Linked DNA regions of Mus musculus: region 1 is linked to region 2. A link is a contact called in public promoter capture Hi-C data. All regions are on one chromosome and are shown on one strand. The core of a region is the stretch at or near the end of the contact, and the rest is flanking DNA. Distances in the headings are between cores, read along the strand shown. Region 1 overlaps Oxsr1 (oxidative-stress responsive 1). Region 2 holds the start of Plcd1 (phospholipase C, delta 1).

Region 1 (4,744 bases), core at 1,177-3,676, 220 kb before region 2:
TCTCTTGTGACCAAGCTTGGATGCAGCATTGTAAAAGGCAAAAACGACAACATAATTTGAATTAAAGTTAATTTAGGGTAAAAGTAACATTGACATGTTTATTCCTGTCAGAGCATAATTATTTTAGCTATAACATAACAATTTTTTTACTTACACCTTTTTCAATTACTTCACTTAATTATTTTGGTTAATGTATCTGGAACATGGTCAAGGACATGTCACTCTCAGTGTATTCCAGGCAGATGTAACTGCTGGGGAGGTTATGGAGGGCCGAGAACTGTCTCAGCAAACACACAGTGTAGTGAGACCAGGATGGCGGTATCTGTCATTTCAGTCCCACTGTGCTTGCCCCATCTTAGGTTGTCCTGTACTTCTCCTGGGATGCTGCCGCTGCTTTTGGAGGACTGAAGAAACGGTTCTGTGGTTAAGAGCATTGCCTGTTCTTCTAGAGGACATGGGTTTCATTCTTAACACCCATATGACAGTTTACAACCATCTGTAACTCTAGTCCCCACGCCCTGCTCTGCACTCTGAGAGCACCAAGTACACACATGGTGCACACATACACACACATGCAGGCAAAACATCCACATACATAAAATAATAGCAACATTTAAAAAGTCTCTCTTTGTGTGGGATGTGTATGCATGTGTAGCACACATGTGAAGGGCAGGTGTAGATGTAGGTGACTTTTTCAGTTGCTCTGCACCTGTATTTTTTTTTTTTTTAAAGATTTATTTATTGATTATATGTAAGTACACTGTAGCTGTCTTCAGACACTCCAGAAGAGGGAGTCAGATCTCATTACGGATGGTTGTGAGCCACCATGTGGTTGCTGGGATTTGAACTCTGGACCTTCGGAAGAGCAGTCGGGTGCTCTTACCCACTGAGCCATCTCACCAGCCCCCTGCACCTGTATTTTGAGACCCAGTCACTTACTGAACCTGGGGCTCGCTGATCACAGATCCTCCCCTCTCTGTTTTCCCAGCACTAGGACTACAGCATGTGCTCTCAGGCTCAGCTTTTACATGAGTTATGGCTTTCTGAACTCTGGGTATCATGTTTTTGTGGCCAGCACTTTATGGATGGACCTGTCTCCCCAACAACCCATTTTACAGGTGGATTCTGAATCTTATTAAAGGTAAACTCTTGTGAAAGTAAATGCTTGTTACAAGGGAGTCTAGGCCTAGGTAGCTTCCCCCAGAGTAGTGGGAACATTGTGAGTTTTGTGTCCAGCAGTCCACTGAGGGCTGCTCTCATCACTACAGTTACTCTGCAGTACGTAAAGCATTCTCCTTCCCATTCACTTGCCAACAGTTTCCTGAAATTGCTTTAGAGGAAGATAAGATAATAGAGAAGGAGGGAGGAAATCTAATGACACTTTCCCTGTAGTGTTTAATGTGTTTCCATCTGGGGCTCACTACACAAGAGGACGTTTACTGTATGGTCATACTAGTGACTAAGTGTTGGGAGTGGAGCCCCTGTCATTTCAGTGAGTATGTAAAGGTTGGAGAGCTGGTAGGGATAATTTGCCCTTCTGTGTTTTGGTAAAGATTCAAGTACTTTGGAACTTTATTAAGCTCACCGTAGCCCAAATAATGCTTGACACACACACATGTGTTTGAACAGATTAAATGACTAAAATTATGTAGTGAATAAAATCAGTGAATAATAGCAATCATTAATTGAGCAGTTCTCTGCCAGGCACATGGCTGTGAAGTGGAAATTTATTCTATCCCTAGTAATGGAGCTGCAGTGTGAATTTGAGTCTGTTTTGTGGTACTGCTGGAAAATAGGCGAGTTTTGAGGACATCACATGGGTCATCTGTAGAAAGAAAGACTGAAGGGAAGACATGATATGCATGAAGGTGGTGTGGGAATGAATTACATTCAGGCTATGGAAATGAGAGAATATGTTCTGTTACCAAGTGCTTACCAAGTGCTTACCAAGTGCTTACCAAGTGCAGGATCAGTGGATGCAGTAATTGAGAGGCTTAAGGAATGACTTGCAAATGCGCGTCATATCTGACAGAGGGAGCACCTAGGTAAGATTTAAAAATAATCCATGTCAGTCAGGAGGGCAAGTGATGGGCCAGAGATGGGAGGAGGGAAGAGTGTGCTGGTGGGTGAAGAGTGTCACGGACTTTGTGACCCCTGGGAAAAGACCATAGATTCAGTCCAGTTATTGTGTTCTGGGATCCCTGGGCCTATCCAGACCCTTGGCTCTGAGCCTGGGATCTCCTAGGCATCTCACTGGGGGCTTCTAAATGTTATGGAGTTTGTAACTCCTGGGAAAACACCATAGACTCAATCCAGTTATAATTCAAAGGTTTATTGATTAGCTGCTAGCAGGATGAACAATCTCTGAGCCAAAGTTGATATTGCCATGTGGGAGGGTTATGGGGATGGACTTTTAAAGGTGAAAACCACGCAGAGATCTTCACATCTGTACAAGCAAGCAGAAAATTGTTCTGCTCTGCCAAGTTAAGTGGTTAAGGCAACTCAAACTAATCTTTGGCAATCTGCTTAAGCAAATTTCAGAAGCAAAAAAGCAGTCATATAACAAGTAGATTGTCATGGCTGTACATTTTTGGGTGGGGTCACTGAGTCAGGATTACTGGGAAACATTTTCCAGGGACTGGAGTCAGAGACAGATGGCTGGTGGGTACCAAGATGGATGCCCAGCACAAATGGAGCTTCTTCAGCCATAGCAAAGAGAATGTGAATGACATTAAATTTGCAATTTAGTTTCCACAACCTTAAAGGGTCAATACGTGCCTCAAACCTTCTTTTTGGGAGTTGGCTCGGAGAAGGGAGACCAAGCAACAAAAGGGTTAAAGATCATCCGTTCAGTTTCTTCATCATGCCTCAGTTGCCGTTGTTTTTGAAGCATTGCTCCATTTTCTTTTCAAAATTATTGGATTAGGAGGTAAAGGTTGTAGTATCCGAAGAAAAGTAGGAAAAAGTTACTTTTTTTTTTGAGACAGGGTCTCTCTCTATGTCATCTTGGCTGTTCTGGACCTGGCTTTGTAGATCTGCTGGTCTCACAGAGATTCTCCTGCCTTTGGCTCCTGAGTGTTAGGATTAAAGGTGTGTGCCGTTATACCTGGGTAAAAGGAACCCACACACCCCCCCCCCCCCCCCCCGACAGGGTTTCTCTGTGTAGCCCTGGCTGTCCTGGAACTTACACCAGGCTGGCTTCAAACTCAGAAATCCGCCTGCCTCTGCCTCTGCCTCCCAAGTGCTGGGATTAAAGGCATAGGCCACCACTGCCTGGCTAAAAGTTACCATTTTAAAATGTACACTTGAGGGCTGGAGAGATGGCTCAGCCGTTAAGAGCACTTACTACCCTTCCTAAAGTCCTGAGTTCAAATCCCAGCAACCACATGGTGGCTCACAACCATCTATAATGAGATGTGACGCCCTCTTCTGGTGCATCTGAAGACAGCTACAGTGTACTTACATATAATAAATGAATAATCTTTAAAAAAATGTACACTTGATGAAAAGTTTTTGCATTTAGGGTGTTTAATAATCATGAAGAGAAAGAATAAACCCAGCTTATGATGCAGTTGCTTCCACTCATCCTCTCAGCTCCTGGCAGCCACTGTTTTCTCTCAATTTGCATGTTCTGAACATCTTACATAAAGGAAAGCTGCTAATATGGGTTTTCCATGCAGGGCTTCACTAAGTTAGCCTGGTTTTTGTTTTTGTTTTTGTTTTTGTTTTTGTTTTAGGTTTACCCTGTTTTAGCATGTGCCAGTATACATTTCTTGGCTCATTGCTATATCATAAATAGCTATATCACACACATATATATGTTTTATATATATAATATTTATATACATATATGTGTGTGTATATACATATATATGTATGTGTATATACATATATATATATATATATATATATATTTATATATATTCATATTCCAGCCTTTGCTTCCATTGTCTTGTCTAATGGAACTCCTGCTTTCCTCTTTCACTGCATGGATCCTTTTAATTGCATTGAGCCGTCCAGATAATTCAAAACAATCTTTATCTCTAGATTACTTCCTTCCTTCTGTTCTTCCATCCATCCGTCTGCCCTTCCTTCCTTCCTCCCTTCCTTCTTTGTCCGTTTATTGTTGACCGAGTCTCACGCAGCAGGCCGACCTGGAGCTGACTGTGGTTGGGCCTGGCCTAAGACTCAGTCTTTTGCTTGTGCTGCTTGAGTGCTGACATAGTTGTGCACCTCCATGCTTGGCTTCAGAGCTTTAATTTGGCAATATCTAGCAAGTATTTTTAATAATATTTTTTATACGTAGATAGATGTTTTCCCTGCATGTATGCTTATGGGAGGGCAGAAGAGGGCTTTGAATTCCTTGGAATTGGAGTTAGAGGTGATTGTATACTACTTAGTGGGTGCTGGGAACTAGCTAGTGCTCTTAACCACTGAGCCATCTCTCCAGCCCTAAAATGGATGATGATGATAATGGTGATATAGGGTGATAATGCTTGTAGGTTTTGGAGACTAGAACATTTATGACTTGGGAGTGAGCAGGGTCGTTACTTTATATATTACATGGGATGTAGATCCCTTGTTGTTACTGCTACCTTGGGCTTTTTCCTCAGACCGTTTTCTTGTTGTTCAGGTGAACTGTTGGTCTTGACTCAGAGTTCACAGATTCTCTCCTCATTTGTCCGTCATTGAGCTCCCAGCAAATACTCTTCCTCAGTCACTATCTGTCTCAGCTGTAGTTCCA
Region 2 (5,050 bases), core at 2,495-4,994:
AGATGATAGATTCTTAACAGATACGTATTGAAAAAAGAAAATAGAAGTTTCCAGACACAGGTTTTAGTGTCTTCTTCAGTTGGGTGGACTTTGTCACATGGCTTTTCCTGGGGACACACGAACAACCTTCTTTTTGTTCACCTCGGTTATGGCACCAGTGGCAAACTAAGGAAATGATTGCATTTGGGAGCCCAGTAAGCTCACTGGGGTCATGGGTGAGCCAAAGGCGACTGGGTCACTCACGGAGAAGCCAGCCCACAGCAGCCTGCGTGAGGGCTCATAAAGAGTCACCTTACGACTCCCTGAAGCTTGCAGGCAGCTTCACCAGGGCCTCCTCTCCCTCTGCCGACAATGTGTTCTCTGATTAGAGAAACCTGGAGAGACCTTGTAAATTTTGTGACTTCCTGAGCCTTGCAAGTTTCTTTAGCTTCCTGAGACGTCCAACCCCTCCAAGAGGGAACTTTTCAGGTCAGAGGAGATAGCTATGGAACATTTTCCCCAGACTCATGAAGCATGAAGCAATTCCCCTACCGCGGCTGGCGTAAGCGAAGGAGAACACTGAACGTCCACATTAAAGCCGACGCAGTTCCATTCCCTATGAATGCTGATTAATATAATCTCAGAAAAGAAATTCTCAATTGCCAGGTGTGGTGGCGCATGCCTGGCCCCAGCATTCAGAAGCAGAGGCATGCAGATCTCAGTAAGTTCAGGACAGCTGGAGCTGCAAAGGGAAACCCTGCCTCATAAAACCAAGTATTGTATGCCGGCCCGTGGCCTACATGAACCGGGTACACCTGGGAGGCAGGCTGGGGGCTGAAAGAGACTTTGATGGCAAGAAAAAGATAATGAAGCCAAGACAAACGTCTGTCTGATCAAATTCTGCAAGTTTATTAAGAGACTGTGCTTATAAGGGGGAAGGCCCATCCCCCCACCCCCACCCCCCAGTCCACTCTTGGTGCCTGGAGCCATTCTGTAATGCCAGCAGCACTTGGTCGCCAGGCTGGTTGCTTATTCAGGAATGTCTCAGGAAGACAGGTTCAGCCTCTCTCAGGGCAGTTGTCACTTCAAAAGGAGCCAGCCAAATTGGAAAGCTGCACCGCAGGTGGCCCCACCTCAGTGGTGACAAGGTCTGTACTAGCCTGCTTCAGGCTGGGGGAGGCTACAACCAAGAGGAAAAAGGACAAAGGAAAACCCTAAAGAGCCCCGTGCTAGCCTGAGATTACCAGGGCTGCTGCAACGCTGTAGCCCATGCTGGCATCTGATCCTTGCGCAGGAGTGACGTCAGCCTGATATGGTCTGAGGAGTCTCCCTTGCCATCACTGTCTCTTGGGGCAGGTGACCTTCCCATCACCTGTTGAGGCTGTTAGACCTGGGTCAGGACCTGCTGCACCAACGTTCACAGAAGCAGGGGTGTGCCCTCAGACCAAGAGCCTCTGTGGCTACAGAGATGTATTAGATAGGCCACCGAGAGAATGGCTGTGGGCAGGTGAACTCTAGCTCAGAACCCTAGGCAGGCAGTATCAGTGCCACACTCTCAACATCTTCAGTTTACCCCAGAGCAGACAGTCGTTCCTGGTTAGAGAGAAGCAAAGTGACTTGCTCAGATTCTCACACCAGGAAATTGTAGAGGCAAGACTTAACACAACCCCTTCACCCTGATGCTCCGGCACTTGGGTTCTAAAAGACAGGGAGAGCACTGAATAAACTTCACTGGCCTCACCCACCTGGGCTGGTCTTGGTTTGAGTTTCATGGGGGAGGGGCTGAGCAAGACAAGCCCTGGAGCCTGACCATCCTGAAATTTAGCATTCTTGTGCTGATAGCGCGCACACATGTCCACGCTGTCCTCGGAGTGAGGGATAGCGTGGGGGCCAAGGGAACTGACTCTAACAGAACTAGTACTGGCTGGAATACTAGACCTCTCTCACCTGCCCACAGTCACCAGCCCCTTCCCACACACCCACCTTTGCACAGACACTTGAGACTGGGGCAGCCAGGGGTTGGGGGTGGGACAATACCTGGAACTCTGCCCATAGAGGACAGGTCTCAGGTCTCAGGCTCCAAAGAAAGCCTACCACCGAGGCCCTTTGAGCAGTCAGGGTCTCAGGAGAGTTTGCAAAGGTTCTGAGTAGAGTATATGTGGCACCCGGGCAGGACTAGGCCCACACCGCTGCCCCTGGAAGGCTTCCCCCACCAGATTCCACAACCATCCTAGGCACACTACTTAAACCTAGCTGCACAGAGCAGAGGGCCTCCCACCCCGTGAGAGAGGGAGAAGAAAGAGGATGGGAAGAGTGTCATGGTGCAGGTCAGCACTTGAGCATGACGTTCTTTGTTTCTGCAGAACCTGGCTGCTTGGGACAGCTTTGAGTCAGCATGCCTCCCCAAGTCTGCCTGGCAACCCCAGGCCAGGGAGGGGACATGAGTGAGCTGCAATGCGTGCAACAGAAGCTACATATGTGTCTGTGAGCTTGGAGTACTCAGGAGCAGAGCGTTCTATAAACCCGGCCATGGTCTTTTGTGGTAGAGGGAGAGGCCCTAGTGGTGGGTAATGCCCTGGCTTGGAGCCCAGGACTCGGAGACGGAGATGACAAGAAGAAATGACTCTGGAGATGAAGCCGTGCCAACTGCTGGTGTCAGGAGTTCTTGGTCTCAGGTGTAGGAGAGGAGGCCTGACTCATGGATGCGAATACCTGCCAGGCTCCAGGACAGGACCGAGGGGGGAGGTTCCAAGGCTCAGGGAAGACCTGGAGAGTAGGGCTTTGGAGAAAGAGACGGAAGTCAGGGAAGGAATTTCTCAATTTGCCCCTTCCCAGGCTCTGTCTGCAATGGAGCCTTACTCATTCTTCATGCAGTACAGCGCCCAGCTTGTGGAAAGGAAACCTGGGGGGGGCCTTCCTAGGGCATCAAGACGGGGGTGGGGGTGGGGAGTGGGAGGCCTGAGTGCCAGCCCCACACTGTGGGGGTGCGGGTGGGGTGGGGTGTACATGAACGGCAAGTGATTCTCTAAAACCCAGCCTTAACACTCAGAATCGGGAGACAGCCCATGCTTCACAGGCCACGGAGGCCTGCTAATGCTAGGAGAGAAAGAGCTGAGGAGAGCCCGGCTAGACTCTTCCAGGCCAACTGCCTCCAGTATCGGGACCCTTGCCCAGGCAGCCTCACGGCAGGCCTCCGTCTTCTCCCCTCATTAGGGAGTGAGGGGCCTATACCTGCTTGCTGTTACCCCTACCTTAAGGAAAGCACCTTCAACACCCCCGGAAATGAGACGTCTCTCAGAGCTAAAGAGAGGGGCCCCTCTCTTGAAAAAAAAATCTAGATATTACTCTCCCCAAACGTGGCAATGTGGGCCCGTGCATGCACGCATTTCTTAGAAGACAGACCAGACTGCCTGGCTAATCAGCCGCTTTAGCAGTGATTCCTGTCCCCGCTAAGACCCGATTCTGATTCTTTCCCACATCACCCACAACCCCGGCGAGGCCAGGCGCCCACAGGCAGGGCGTGGGGCCGGCAGCTCGCCGTAATGACAGGGCCTGTGGGTGGTGGCGGTGGAGGAAGCAGGAGGGATCTGACTATTTCTGGCCCTGGCGCACCCAGCTGGCCCGAGCCCCGGCCAGGGTTGGCTAGTCTTCCCGGCCCCCAGCACCGCGTCCTTTCCAGGTCCCCTGGAGGGGGCGGGGAGAAGCGCCGGTTGGCGGGTCCGGGGGGCGGTACGGTGTTCTGGACCCACCCCCGGCCGCCTCCCATCTCAGTTCAGTTGGGTCCCTGCACCGGACTGCGCAAGGACCCCAGGCCGCTTGGTGATTTTGCTCAAGTGAATCACGCCGCGTCCCCTCCTCCGCGCGCCCCGACCGGCATGGACTCCGGTCGGGACTTCCTGACCTTGCACGGTGAGTGTCCCGAACGTAGGGGAGACCCTCGGGAAAGCCGAAATACACCCGGGCGGCAGGGATAACAGCTCCTTCGGCCGCATTTAAACCACCAGAGAGCCAACTCCTTGTCCCCTTGTGGGATCCCAGAAAAACCTCGGCCCGCGCTGGACACAACCTTGGGCGTTTCCAGACTTTCCCCCAAATCTGGCCCAAGAGATCGGGGAGCAATGCTGACATCTCTCGGGGATTTCCCCTTAGCCTGTTCATAAAAGGCTGGGCTCCTGGGTCCAGATGGCACCAAAGGGGTCAGGGAAGGAAAGGGACAGCATCCTTAGCCAAACTCTCGATTCAGAGGCTCCCCAAAACACGGGTGCGCCTGAAGCGAGTCAGGCCGCGCGGGTGTGGCGGATGAGGGTGTAAATGGGTGGGGCGAGGAGGAGGTGTGCAAGTTTGGCTGAAGTCGTTCTGGCAGCCTTCGCTCCCCAGAACAGAGAAAAGCGATGCCAGGGCTGGGAGGAGCAGCGCTGTCTTTTTGCTGACCCTCCTGGTCGGACTGGGCCAGATCTCAGTTAGAACCGCCTGGCAGCTTGGTCCTTTGTCCAGCCGGCTTTGTTTCTTCCCATCTGGGCTAGCTCTTCTCCCCATGCCTGTCCCTCTAGCAGAGAGGGAAAGCGCAGGCTCCTGGCTGCCTGTCTTAGAAGCGTCCAGGGAAGAGCAAGGAACTAAGTGGTATTTACGCACACTCTGTGGGAGGGGCTGTGGGGAGTCTTTCCTTCGTGTCTCCCCAGGTCATCTATTAGCTCAGCAATACCTGCTCCTCTCACATCGATCCACGGTTTCACAGTATTTTTCACTTAACTCGAGTATCCCTGAGATTGTAGGTTCTTGGTTTTTGTTTTTTAATTAAACAACGTGTACTTGTGCTGGAGGGGGTATGGGTGTATGGAGATCAGAGGACAACTTGCAGGAATCAGTTATCTCCTTCTATCTTGTGCGTTCTAGGATCAAACTCAGGTCACTGGGCTTGGCAGCAATTGCCTTTACCCACTAAGACGCCTTGCCTCCTGGGCTGTAGATTTTTGTGTTCACCTGTCCTCCGCTCCACTCCCCCTTGGATGTGTGCCCTGCAGGCAGCCCCCAACCTGTTTTGCATCAGTTGACCTGGACTTTATTGTTGTGG

What was found. Promoter capture Hi-C pulls out the DNA fragments that hold promoters and counts their contacts.
Region 1: a promoter capture Hi-C map of liver shows a contact between it and region 2. The contact joins the enhancer-like site here to the promoter of Plcd1 in region 2. A contact is called at or near these places in 4 of 39 promoter capture datasets (the 3T3-L1 cell line, cranial neural crest, embryonic stem cells and 1 more), 1 of 15 datasets of contacts at CTCF or cohesin (the NIH/3T3 cell line), 1 of 484 Hi-C or Micro-C datasets (nephron progenitors), 2 of 115 datasets of contacts at active chromatin or transcription factors (astrocytes and forebrain) and 2 of 9 other capture datasets (adipose tissue and pancreatic islet).

What each region holds. Positions count from the first base shown.
Region 1 is chr9:119,306,978-119,311,721 of GRCm38.p6, reverse strand. All of the region lies in intron 1 of Oxsr1 (oxidative-stress responsive 1), which reads left to right. Among named protein-coding and RNA genes, the nearest start is that of Oxsr1, 13 kb to the left of the region's middle. Within about 2 kb of position 2,426, at least 6 of the 459 cell types and tissues checked have an H3K27ac peak or open chromatin away from gene starts, as enhancers often do. A contact at or near this core is called in liver, where this site is marked.
Region 2 is chr9:119,092,196-119,097,245 of GRCm38.p6, reverse strand. It overlaps Plcd1 (phospholipase C, delta 1), which reads left to right and starts at 3,744. Exons shown (of 15, transcript NM_019676.3): 1 at 3,744-3,888. The coding sequence starts at 3,855.